Linked DNA regions of Macaca mulatta: region 2 is linked to region 1. The links are chromatin contacts, called in public Hi-C maps. All regions are on one chromosome and are shown on one strand. The core of a region is the stretch at or near the end of the contact, and the rest is flanking DNA. Distances in the headings are between cores, read along the strand shown.

The links. Hi-C and Micro-C count contacts between places; a contact is called where the count stands out from the background.
Region 2: a Hi-C map of blood shows a contact between it and region 1, with 2.1 times the contacts expected there. The contact joins the promoter of MARCHF3 here to the enhancer-like site in region 1. A contact is called at or near these places in 4 of 14 Hi-C or Micro-C datasets (CD4 T cells, blood, cortical neurons and 1 more).

The regions. Positions count from the first base shown.
Region 1 is chr6:135,904,473-135,910,312 of T2T-MMU8v2.0, reverse strand. All of the region lies in intron 1 of MARCHF3 (membrane associated ring-CH-type finger 3), which reads left to right. Among named protein-coding and RNA genes, the nearest start is that of MARCHF3, 59 kb to the left of the region's middle. Within about 2 kb of position 1,437, at least 18 of the 40 cell types and tissues checked have an H3K27ac peak or open chromatin away from gene starts, as enhancers often do. A contact at or near this core is called in CD4 T cells and blood, where this site is marked.
Region 2 is chr6:135,962,155-135,968,356 of T2T-MMU8v2.0, reverse strand. MARCHF3 (membrane associated ring-CH-type finger 3) reads left to right here and starts at 2,309. Exons shown (of 5, transcript NM_001266413.1): 1 at 2,309-2,502.

The DNA of each region.
Region 1 (5,840 bases), core at 188-2,687:
TTCTTCATTCTGGGCACTCACTTTAAAAAATAGATTTTGCTTAATATTCTGCATAGAAAGTATTTATTCCTCTTACAGATGCTTCAGTCTCCAACTTATATTTATGCCTGAAAATAATGTTCTTTATGGCCATCACCTTAGGCAATTTGGATGGTGATGAACTACAAAAATATATATATGTTCTTACTAATACAGATAACTTACTGCTTTATCATTGCACAGAAGCAGGAATCCACATGTCTCTCCTAGCACTACTGAACTAGGTGGAGTCATTACAATGCATTTTAGGCAAAAGGAATGTGAGAGTTGAGGATCATTGCCCCCAAATGCTCTCTGCCACCTTCTGCACTTCTGCAATTGTCTGCTTTAACATCTAGCTGGGTGAGCTCAGATGTGGCCTGAATCAAGAGCAGTGTGACTTCAGAGCTGCCAGGTTTGCAGGCGCCTCCCCTACAGGTGGAAACTATACTTCTGGATTGCTCCACCTGGCGGGAGCCCCGGAGAAGTGGAATTTCATGCATTGTGCTTGGACCACCACAAGCTACAGGCTGCTACAGAATGTGTTTACTGGGTTACTGCGACCTAGCATGTAAACATGTGTACACAGGATAGTCACAACTCCCACGGCAGCCTAAAGGTACTATGCAGGTCACGTTGTGAAATGGCACCCAGAGTTATTTAGAAGGGCGTTTGGAATTCATAACGAGGTTGGTTTTGTTTTAAACCCTGCTGTTGCCCTGGTAGAAAACAATGAGTGTTGATTACATTTTATTCTACTTAACATCAGTGCTTCTCAAGGGAGATATTGGTGACATGGAATTAGGTCCTATATTCAGGCATATAGCAAAAATAACTGAAGAACCTGGGGAGAAGATATTAAAATTATAAGTGAAAGTGAAAATGAGACCAGGAACAAAGGCAAAGAGAAAGAATATCTTAAACTGATATATCATGTGATATAGAGACATGAGCACACACTTCTGTTGGGTACAGGGAGAAATGTGGTATATAAATTATGCCAAAATCAAGTTTTTCTCCATTGCTGGAGTATATTTTGGATGGGTGTCAAAACTCTCTCAAATATACGGGGCGGGGGGGGGGGGTTGGTGTTTTTTTTTTTTACATCCTGTTTCAACATCCAGGGTCTAGACATTGGACTTCCTTCAAACAAGAGACCAGTGAGAATAAATTTGAGCATGCAGTTGTTAAAACCTCTTTCTTCCTACACGTAGCTCTTGACAGCAGCTGCAGAAAATGAAACCTGCTGGGGATGGAAGTGGATGGAGGTAAGGCAGTCTCAGATGGGAGGAATATGCTGATGGAGGAATCTGACCCTCAATTAATGAATGGCATCAACACCTTTCGTGTTGAATGGCACACCCGAGGCCTGGGTGAGACAAGCAGGAAGAGAAGAGAAAGATCATATCTGGTTAAGTGACCTCATCTCACCTCCTCCCCCATAACAGCACATGACTGGCAACACAGAACTTCCTTTAATTTCATCACACTGCCTCGCCCAGAAACGAAGCACAGTAGTGATTATGAATGAACAGATACTTTGCCCCTACTTCTTGCCATTATCTCTTCCATAAACACATAGGGAAAGCTAACATGAATCTCACTTCCTGATTTTTAGTGGGTGATTTCAGGGTCTAGGGATTTTTTTGTTATTGTTGTTGTTCTTTAATTTTAAGCAGTCAAACACTCTGTTCCAAACAGAGTGCAAATCCCACTCGAACTTCTAACTTCGTATTATAAATGTTGGGCTCTGTGAAAGCAGCAAGAGTAATGGTGTAACTGGTGTGGACAATGACAGCTTTTGGTCTTGGAAAAGAAAAAAATGAAAAGATTTGTTCAGAATTGCACAACTGGGGAGTCTGGCAGTTTTTTCTCATATTTCTAGGTGATAGACAAATTGTTAGTTACCACATGTATAATTTATTAGTAATTGCTCTAATTTGCCTCCTAGGTTTCTAAGTTGCCAGTTCACTGAGATCAACTATTTTGTACCCATAAAATAAGAATCATATGGTAATTTAATGAAGTAGCTAGCCAGTTAGCATGATTTCTGTGCAAATGCGGTTATTACCCTTGCAATTTAGAAAAGGGGGAGAGGAATAACAGTGTCAAACTTCTTAGCAGCCTAGTGACTAATTATCACTCACTGGGATTAAAATGCTACACGCACATTTTCCTCTTGTGGACATATGGACACTAAGATAACTGGCTTTCCTTTGGGTTGTGTTGCAGTCTCTTTAAAACAAGATGCTTCCTTCCTCCTGGGATCAGTGTAAGAGCTGCTGAGTGAAGGAAGCTGGATCTCTCCCATGGGTAATCTGGGGGACAGAGGCCTGGAGCCTGCCAATGAAGTTAGAGCACAACTTAGAGTACAATAGACCTGCTGCAAGGATGTTGGGGATAGGGTCAGCATAGAACATTGTTTTTTTCTTCTTAAAGCAAGTGTTCTACTTCTCTCCAAACATAATTAGTTGACTTCAGGTATGGCTATAAGAACATAAATGCAAAAATGTCTTCTTATGGCCAGACTGTCAGATTTCTCTCTGTTCTTGAATTTTCTCAACCTACCAACAATAAATTGTCTGCTTATCTTCTAAACTCAGTAGCCAAATAAGCAGAGGCCTCATTCTGCCTCATGTGACATCAGCAAGACTGAACTCTTCTCTGCTTGCTGTGCTGTGTTCTTGCTGGTTTGTAAGAGGCAGGAACACAGCTTCCCATTTGTTTTTCAGGTTTAAGCTGTGGTTTTGGAAATGACAGGAAGTAGGAAAATAAAGCTTTTGGCTGGCTTTGAAGAAACTGGAAGTAGAGGTGACAGAATACATGTGGATTGCTCTGGACTTTTTTGGAAAATCACTCTTTTGCCCAGCGCAGTTGGCAACCATCCCGGGACTGATAAAATTCCTTTGTGCTTCATCAGAATTTAACTTTGGCTTAATCTGTCAAAGTCACAACCACATCTCTCAAGAGTACCATTTGGCCACAAGTCAAATACATGGTCACAAACACAGTAGATGTTCCTGAGTAGCATTCCTAACCCATAGCTGATGTCCACATTCATCAAGCAAGATCAAATACCAAAAAACAGAAAAAAAGTAATTTAATCGATGCTAATTTTATTGAAATCAAGACACTTTCCTAAGTGAACAAATTATGTTTAGAAAAAGCGCATAAGCCAGCTGGGCATGGTGGCTCACACCTGTAATCCCAGCACGTTGGGAGGCTGAGATGGGTGGATCACCTGAGGTCAGGAGTTCGAGACCAGCCTGGCTAACATGGCGAAACTCTGTCTCTACTAAAAATACAAAAGTTAGCCAGGTGTGGTGGCATGTACCTGTAATCCTAGCTATCTGGGAGGCTGAGGCAGGAGAATCATTTGAACCCAGGAGGCAGAGGATGCAGTGAGCTGATATCGTCCCACTGCACACCGCACCCAGGAGGCAGAGGATGCAGTGAACTGATATCACCCCACCGCACTTGCTCTGGGTGACAGAGCAACACTCTGTCTCAAAAATTAAAAAAAAAAAAAAGAAAAGAAAAAAGAAAAAGAATGTAAGCCTAACACCTGAAATGACACCACCAGTGGTTAGAAATTTTAATGAAATTGGGATACTTATAGCCTCTTGAATTTCTCAGTAGATTGTTATCATATTCATCCCCAAGGAGAGTCACCTAGCTTAATGTTTGCTTGGTCAATGTTTGGTAAGCACCAGGGCAAAATGGTCGGTCCCTGTATCTAAAGTAGTGCTACTCAAAGTGTGGTCTTGGGGCCAGCATCATCTGGAAGCCTATTAGAAATGCAAAGTAATGGCCCCACCTCAGCCTCCTGTAGCAGAATCTCTGCAGATGGGGCTCAGGAAGCTGGGTTTTTCTAAACTCTCCAGGTGATTCTAATGCTTGCTCAAGTTTGAGAACCACTGGCCTCAGCATCTCCAGAACAAACTATCAACCAGCAACTGATGCTTTGTGGTTGTGCCTGCAAATGAAAGAAGTGCAGCCATCCATGCCATCCTCCCTTGGTTGGAAACTAAGTCCCAGCTGCTGATTTTTGCTTCCTTTTCTCTACATTTCCAAATACCCGTGTTAGAACTATGGGGCTCTATACATAGAAAATGTCTTAAGATAACAGTCTGTGTTTTTAAACTTGGGACTGTAAGGGGCTCCTCCTAAACATGTTTGGAGTATCTTATTTTGCTGATACTAAAAGCTGACCATTTACCTAAATAGTAATATACACCTTTCCAGAATCAGCTCTCTGGACAACTCAACTGTCTGCTGCAAAAGAGCAAAAACCCCTATAGTAGACAAAGAAAAGTTCCAATCATCCAACATATATGTGTTGGGTAAAATTGTGCATCAAAGCTCATAGCTTTTTCTAAACTCTTGGAGGCTATCAAAATCTACTCACTCTTACTTTCTAAAATTAGTTGTACCTTAGAAGTACATGATAAGGTTTTTAAAAATGCAGATATATAAGAACTAAATGTAAGAGCTAAAACTATAAAACTCTTATAAAAAAATACGTGTAAATCTTCATGATCTTGGATTAGGCAATGGTTTCTTAGATATGCCACCAGAAGCACAAGCAATGAAAGAAAAAATAATTAAAATTTGAGACTTTGTGCTTTAAAGGACTATTTCAAGATAGAAAGCGAAAATACAGCCCACAGGATGAAAGGAAATATTTCCATATCACTTATCTGAAAAGAGTCTAGTATCCAGAACATATAAAGAATTCTTACAACTTAATAGTAAAAAAATAGGCCAGGCACGGTAGCTCACGCTGGTAATCCCAGCACTTTGGGAGGCCCTGGGTGGAGTTCAAGACTGGCCTGGCCAACGTGGCGAAACCCTGTATCTACTAAAAATGCAAAAATTAGCTGGGCGTGCTAGGGTACACCTGTAATCCCAGCTGCTCTGGAGATGGAGGTTGCAGTGAACCAAGAACCCACCACTGCACTCCAGCATGGGCAAAAGAGTGAGACTCTGTCTCAAAAATAATAATAACCCAATTAAAAACTGGACAAAAGATTTGAATGGGCATTTCTCCAAAGAAGGTATATATATGGCCAATAAGAACATGAAAAGATGCTCAACATCTTTAGTCATTAGGGAAATGCAAATAAACACAATGAGATGCTATTTCACACCCACTAAGATTGATAGAATCAAAAAGATAAACAATAACAAATATTGACAAGAATCTGGAAAAACCGGAACCCTTATACATTGCTGGGGGAAATGTAAAATGGTGTGGCCACTTTGGGAAATAGTTTGGCAGTTCCTCAAAAAGCTAAACAATAGTCACCATATGACCTAGCAATTCCACTGCTAGGTGCATACCCAATAGAATTGAAAATGTATGTGGAAACAACCCAACTGTCCAACTGATGAATGGATAAACAAAATGTGAAATGGTCAACCATGAAAAGGAACAAAGTACTGGTGCATTCTACAACATAGACGAACCTTGAAAACATTAAGCTAAGTGAAAGAAGCCAGACACCAAAAGCCACATATTGTATAATTCTGTTTACATGAAATATCTAAAGTAGGTAAAGCCAGAGAGATAAAGTTGATTAGTGGTTGCCAGGGGCTGGTGGAAGGGGAGAATGAGTGACCGCTAATGGGTGCGGGGTTTCTTCTGGGGTGATGATAATGCCCTGGAATTAGATAATGGTGACAGTTGCACAATGTTGTAAAATGCTAAAAACCACTGAATTGTATATTTTAAAAGAGTGAAATTTACGATGTGTTATATTAATTGTATCTCCATTTTTAAAACACAGGCAGCAGGTTGGATGTGGCCTATGGGGTTACAA
Region 2 (6,202 bases), core at 1,060-3,559, 57 kb before region 1:
TAATTTACAGTCACGACCTAGTGTTTGGCTCCTATTCCCAAAATGATTTTAAAAATAGTAATCAGCATCTATGAAAAGCTTCAGAGGGTACTAATATGATAAGCACTGTTGGCAAACGTTTTCTCTAGTTATATCCTGAAGTGTGGTAGGAAAAAAAATCCAAGGAAGTATATTTCTTCCATGAGCATTTCCTGGTAATTCTAGTCAAAGATGATGTTTCATGGCAGCCTCCGTGAAAGCAAACAGAAGAGCACAATTTTAAAAACACATCAAAGTGGAGTTCTGCTAGAATCAGGTTGGGAGTCAAGTCTTCTCTCTAGCTCTCCTGTGTGGCACCTCCAGCCATGTCCCTACCCAATCCAGACCTGGGCAGAAACCTGGTGAATATTCCATTCATGTGGTCTACATCTAATACTTTATGGGCAAAGGCCATTCTCGTAGGCCAATCAGCAGCATGCTAAGGAACCCCTGGAACTGAGTCAGATGGTCTTCCTTGCCTGTAGCAGTCCTTTGGTTCACGAGATAGAAAAGAAATAACTTAAATATGGACAATTTTTGCATTACTGAGCAATTTTTCAGGGTCTGCAAAGGGCTGTCCATGGCCTAGTCTCCTGCCTTTCTGACAACCTTCCTATGAACCTTTTCCCATTGAGAAATGGAGCTGAGGAGACAGAGTTGAAACTCAAACCAAGCCAGAGCTCACCTAAGAGGGGCCATTTCACTCCTTTTCAGCCACCAGCCCTTTACATTCCTTCTCCCTGGTGACCTCATCAGAACCTTCTCATGAGAGGTCAGCTATGATGCAAGACCTTATAGAGGCCAGATGGCATTGAAATAACACCTGCAGCACCCTTACATGTGAATAGTTGCCCATACTGAGAGACTAAAACCCTTAGGACTCCTGGGACCTGAATGAGGCAATGGTCTGAAGTGCGCTTGGGCTGGAAGCAAGAGGTAAGTGGTGAAGGTCAGTATCCGGGCAGCAGGTTATTTGACCCTTTACTAATAAGGGTTAGGTGCCTACCCATGGCAAGTGCAGTTCTAGACAGGGAGAGGCCCCTACCCACCCAGAGCTGACGATCTAGGGCTTGCTTACATTCTAGGCTTCAGCGGGAAAGCAAGAACACCCAACCCCCTGCTTTTGATTCTATGTTAGTAGCTCAGCGCGCCTGTGCAAGCGCGTGCTGCAGCCAGGGTAGGGGCTCAGAAACTGGTTGACAAGATTAGCAGCGGGGTCCTAGGGGGTTGGGCTGGAAGGGCCCACAAGGCCATATTCCAGGCTGTTCGGCTGCGAGTGACCCCTGAGAGGTCGGGATCTCCGAGCTCGCCCGATGTCTCCATCCCAGCCAGGAGCTCGCGACGGGGAAGGAGGGCGGAAGCAGAGTGGGACAGATGTGGTTCGTTCTGGGGCTTCCTGTCCACGAAGATGGATAATTCCAGCCACCCGCCCTGCATTTTGGAATCCTGGCGGACCCCAAAAACAGCAGCAGAAGTCACCGCAGAGGATGCCACCCCGCAAGGCAGTCCGTCCAGAGGGAGGGTCTCACAGCTTCCGGCGCCGTCGAGCGCCCAAGACTTCTGTTGGCCGCCAGCTGTGCCCGCGATGCCCTGGGTCTGGAGAAGGAGACCCGAGGCGCCGGCAAGTCCCCCGCTGCCGGTGGCCCGGAGGGCAGGGGTGAGGACGGGGACGTGTACTGAACTTTGGGGGGTTTGCGGGGCTGGAGTTTTGTTTCAGAGATAGCCAGATCGAGATCAGAACCTTTTCCAGAGGAGCCCAGGTTTCCACCTGCGACTGGGTGACCCGGTCCGGAACTCATCCTTTCTGGGCCCTCAGCTTCCTCCGGGCGGGGCTCCTATGGGACAGCTAAGTTCCGCGCCTGCTGCGGGCGCTAGGTACTGGCGTGTCGACCCGCGCTGAGGTTGGCTTCTTGCTCCACAGCGCTATGCGCGCGGCAGCTCCGAAAGCTCCTGGTCTCTCTCAGCCAACTGCCTTCTGGGGCCGCTGCCTCCCTCCAGAGCCGTTCGGGTCCCGATACAGAGAGCCCCCCAGCGCCCGCCGGCAGCCACGGCCCTTCGCAATAACCAACTTCCCAGCCACCGGCGCGTCTCCCTAGCCGGCCCTCGGCCGCAGGCGACTGGACGGCGGCTACGGGGAGGCCCCAACGCCACCACGATTGGCTGCCGGCTCCGCCAGTCATGGGCTGATGACGCCCCGGGGCTGGCTCCGCCCCTCCCGCCGCGCGGCCCCGCCTCCCCTCCAGAGCCTGGTCCGCTCAGCCCGGCGTTCCGCCTCATTCGTTGAGCAGGTCCGTGAATTGTCAGCGCGCTCCGGGCGACTGTGTAGCCGCGGCGGCCGCCAGGCTTGCCGTACTCCCGCTGAGGTGCCCGCCAGAGCCAATGTGCCTGGTCCACTGGGCCGTGAGCAGCCACCGAGTGGGGGCAACTTGGCACTTAGAACCCGCAGCAGGGACGTCGGTTTGCGATCGGGACTCGGCGAGGAGGGTGAGTGGCCGCGCGCCGGGCTAGCGGCTCCTCTCGGCACGGTTCGGCGCCGGCGAGAGAGGACAGGACGCGTCCTGGCGCTCGGCGGTCCGTTCGTCCGAGCGTGACCGCTGTGGGGAGGTCAGGGCTGGGCGGGATTTACTCCGTGCCAATATCCCCACTCCCGAACTTCTTGTTGTCAAAAGCATCCCAACTCCGCCCGGGACCGGGCTCCCGTCCGCACCAACTTGGCATAATTGACATGGGTAGGTGGGGCCGGGATGCGTCCCCTGCCCCTCTACGGCGACTACACGGAGCGCTGGGGCGGCCTCCGCGCCCGCGGCGGGTGGACCGCGGTTCCTGAGAAATTACCCGCGCTGTGCCGCACGATAAGACCCAGCGTCGGCGTCTGGATCCCCAGGCTGAGCGAGCGCTCATCGGGCTCAAGTTGGGGTCTCAGCGCCAGAGAACTGGAGTACCAGCCGGGTTCTGTAGCGGGTGCTTCAGTGCTCTGCAGCTACTGAGAGGAATTGGGTGCACTGCTGGGCTTTGAACTTTCTAAAGTAATTGCTTTCTATTAGCACTTGAATCCATGCCCCTCCTGAGGTGCTCGGACCTCCACATCCACCCGCAAGGGGTGTCCGAAGGACTTCGTTAGGACCAGGCGGGAGCTGTTGTCGGTTCTGGTGCCCGGAGCCCTGGAGAATCCTAGAGGCTGCGAAAGGGATCGCCAGCCTGGTCGGTTGGTGTTTGAGCACCTGCGTGTTTAGGTAATGAAGTTGAGTCAGGAATTGACAGCAGAGAACTCAAGGTTAAACCTGACACTCCGTTTGTGACTCGGTCTGGGTTAGATTGTTTTTTCCGCCTTAATGGTAAGGGGGTAAAAGCAGCTTGTTTTTCTGAGGCCAACTACATGCATGTACTTTATATTATGTGTGGACTAAATAGAATTCACTACGATGTTTTCTTATAATTCATATTTGACATGAATGAGAGCTTTTGAAAATACTAGACAGAAACAGGTCCAGAATTTGGGGATATTTAGACCTTTGAAAATACATGAAAATGTTGATATATAGAGTTCTGTATGTGTATATGTAGATGTAGATGCGCATATACACACGTATATACGTGTACATGTGTGAGTGTGTGTATATATAAAATTAAAAGGTGAATGAGGTAAATATATGAAGGGGTAATTCAGCCTTGAACTTCCCTTGGGTCACAGAGATGGATCCTCTGAGCTGTGGGGTGTTAGTAAGTGTGTATGCGTAAGCATGTCTGCATCTGCCTGGTCTGTCTGGGTCAGAGTATGTCCATGAACTTTACGAGCGTTCAGTTCAATACCACTCGGTGCAGATTACGCGTTCCTGTTTTACAGCCCAGCAGCCGCCAGCCGGCCCATCTGTTAAAACATAACATGTACACTTCAGTCTGACCACTGGGGTGGAGCCCGGGTAGGGGGCAACTCTTAGCAGAAACAACATGCTACAAACAAAGGCTGCCTCTCAAGTTCATTTTCATTCAATATTTGGCCTGAACTTGCAGTTAGGTGAGGGAGAAGGAAATGTTTGTCTCTAGAAATGGCAAACTGCATTTTGTGAAATAATTATAGCCACGGCTTGGGGAGGGGGAGCTTGGAGAAAAAAAAAATCCCTCTAGAAATGTGGTGCTTGTCACATCACCATGCAACACTGGTTTACAGCCTCGCAGTATGGCATGTATATCAGAAACCGTTTGCTTTTGCTTGTTAAAAGAATGCATTAAAACTGAATCATTTTGCACTAAAAAAAACCCAAAAAAACAAAAAAAACCACCTTAATAGAAGTAAACAGAGCTTTATCACAGAAGCTATAGTTAAGACTGCCTTGGTAATTCTAATGAAACATGCTTTTAGGAATTTATAACCTGGACATATATTCACAGTCAGTCTAATCACTAGTTGCAATGGTTCACAATTTATAGTTTTAAAATAATAAAAAGGCTTTATCACAAAAATTCTGATGACTAAAAGGGTATGGGAGGAGTATAATAGCTTAATAAATTCTTGCAGCCAAGTGACTGATACTTTAAAAAACAATAAATTCCTTTAATAGCATAATTACTTTGGTGGCAAAATAAAGGCAGTATTCTTGAGAAGCATAGTTCATATTTTTCCCAATAATCTTATGCTCATAATTACATTTTAATAATGGTGTTCATTAAATATGGGCAGAATAAGCTGGAATGGTTTTTAAGAACTCATCACAAGAAGTATTGTTTTCAATTTTATGGTATATAAGCATTTTGGGGAAAACATACAAAACACTAATCTGTGAATGTCTTTAAATTTCTAATGGACTATATAGACATAATAATTTTCCCGCCTTGATATGAATCATCCAAATTAACTAGGCTGTTTCTTAGAAATTCAGTTCTTGGACTGGACCTCAGTCCCGGGGTTTCAATTTAGGAGTCTGCGGTGAAACTTAGGAATCTGCATTTTCACAGGCACCGCCAAGTGATGTTAATGCCAGGGATCCCTTCACTGTACTTTGAGAAACACTGGAATGGTGTTAATGACATAAAAGAAAAATTATAGTCTGTGAGTTGATTTAACAAATAATTGTTCAGAAATGTCCAGGTGGCATTTACTGGCCATGTGAAATTTATAGGTAATGCATTAACTCTCTGTCTTCAACAATGGACCCCTTTTGTCTTATGTCTGAAAGTGTTTTGGAATCCTCAACTATCCCTATTCCAGGTTGGCCCTGATTCTAAGGAAGTCTGCCTGATTAAACAAGACCTGATGAATTTAAGACCCAACCCCAAACCCCAGTCTTAGTTCCTTCACCCCCCACTCTGAGTTCGGTGGAGTCCTGGGATGCTCTGGGGTGACTGCTAGTCCTAATTCACATGGTTGAGCATTTCCTCCTGCAAGGTAGAATCCTTATCTTCATGAGGCACCCTTTTTCTCTATAAAAGCTGTTCTAGAACAAAGCCCAGCACCACAGCTGGGCTACTACAGACTATATGAGGTCAATAATCTCCTTGGGAAGCTGTGGCTATTTTGCTTGTGGCCAGGAAGAGTGTCCCAGGCCACCCACCCAGAGGCCCAGAGATTCTTACTTTCTGAAAGTCACCTTAGGAATATTTTGAGCTGCCCAATTAATTGAGTAAATAGATTTTCTCATTGTCACAGAGATGTGGGTTGAGAATTGTTTGCTACCTCTCCTTTCACTGAGAACACTGTGAATTTTTATTATTGTCAATTAGTTTTTTATTTATCATTTGATACTGACATTTGGATTCGGTTCTCCCATTTCAGACTGGCATAATTCTCCATTTAAGACTACTAAATAAGGTTTGAAAGAGAAAGGATCTATCAGAAGTTACCCTTCCCTCTTTCTACCATCCAAGTAGCTAAAAAAACAAATGACTTCTTTCAGAGGTGAGAAGTAGCCTCATAACAAAAGGATGTGGATAGGCCAGGGTATTGAACTTGGATTGTTCCAGAACACTGGATCGTCACTGGGACGTTTACAGAGTAATTTCTGTTTAAAGAAGCACTTGGCAGGCATGTTGATAGGTCACTTATCTTAACAATCCTTTGAGGACAATGATTTTTTTCCCACTTTCTTACAGATGAGCAAACAGCAGCTACAAAAGGATAATATTTAGATCTTGTCTTTCATATTCAAAGTTGACACCAATAACTGAGAAGCTGGCCTTGCAACTTAAA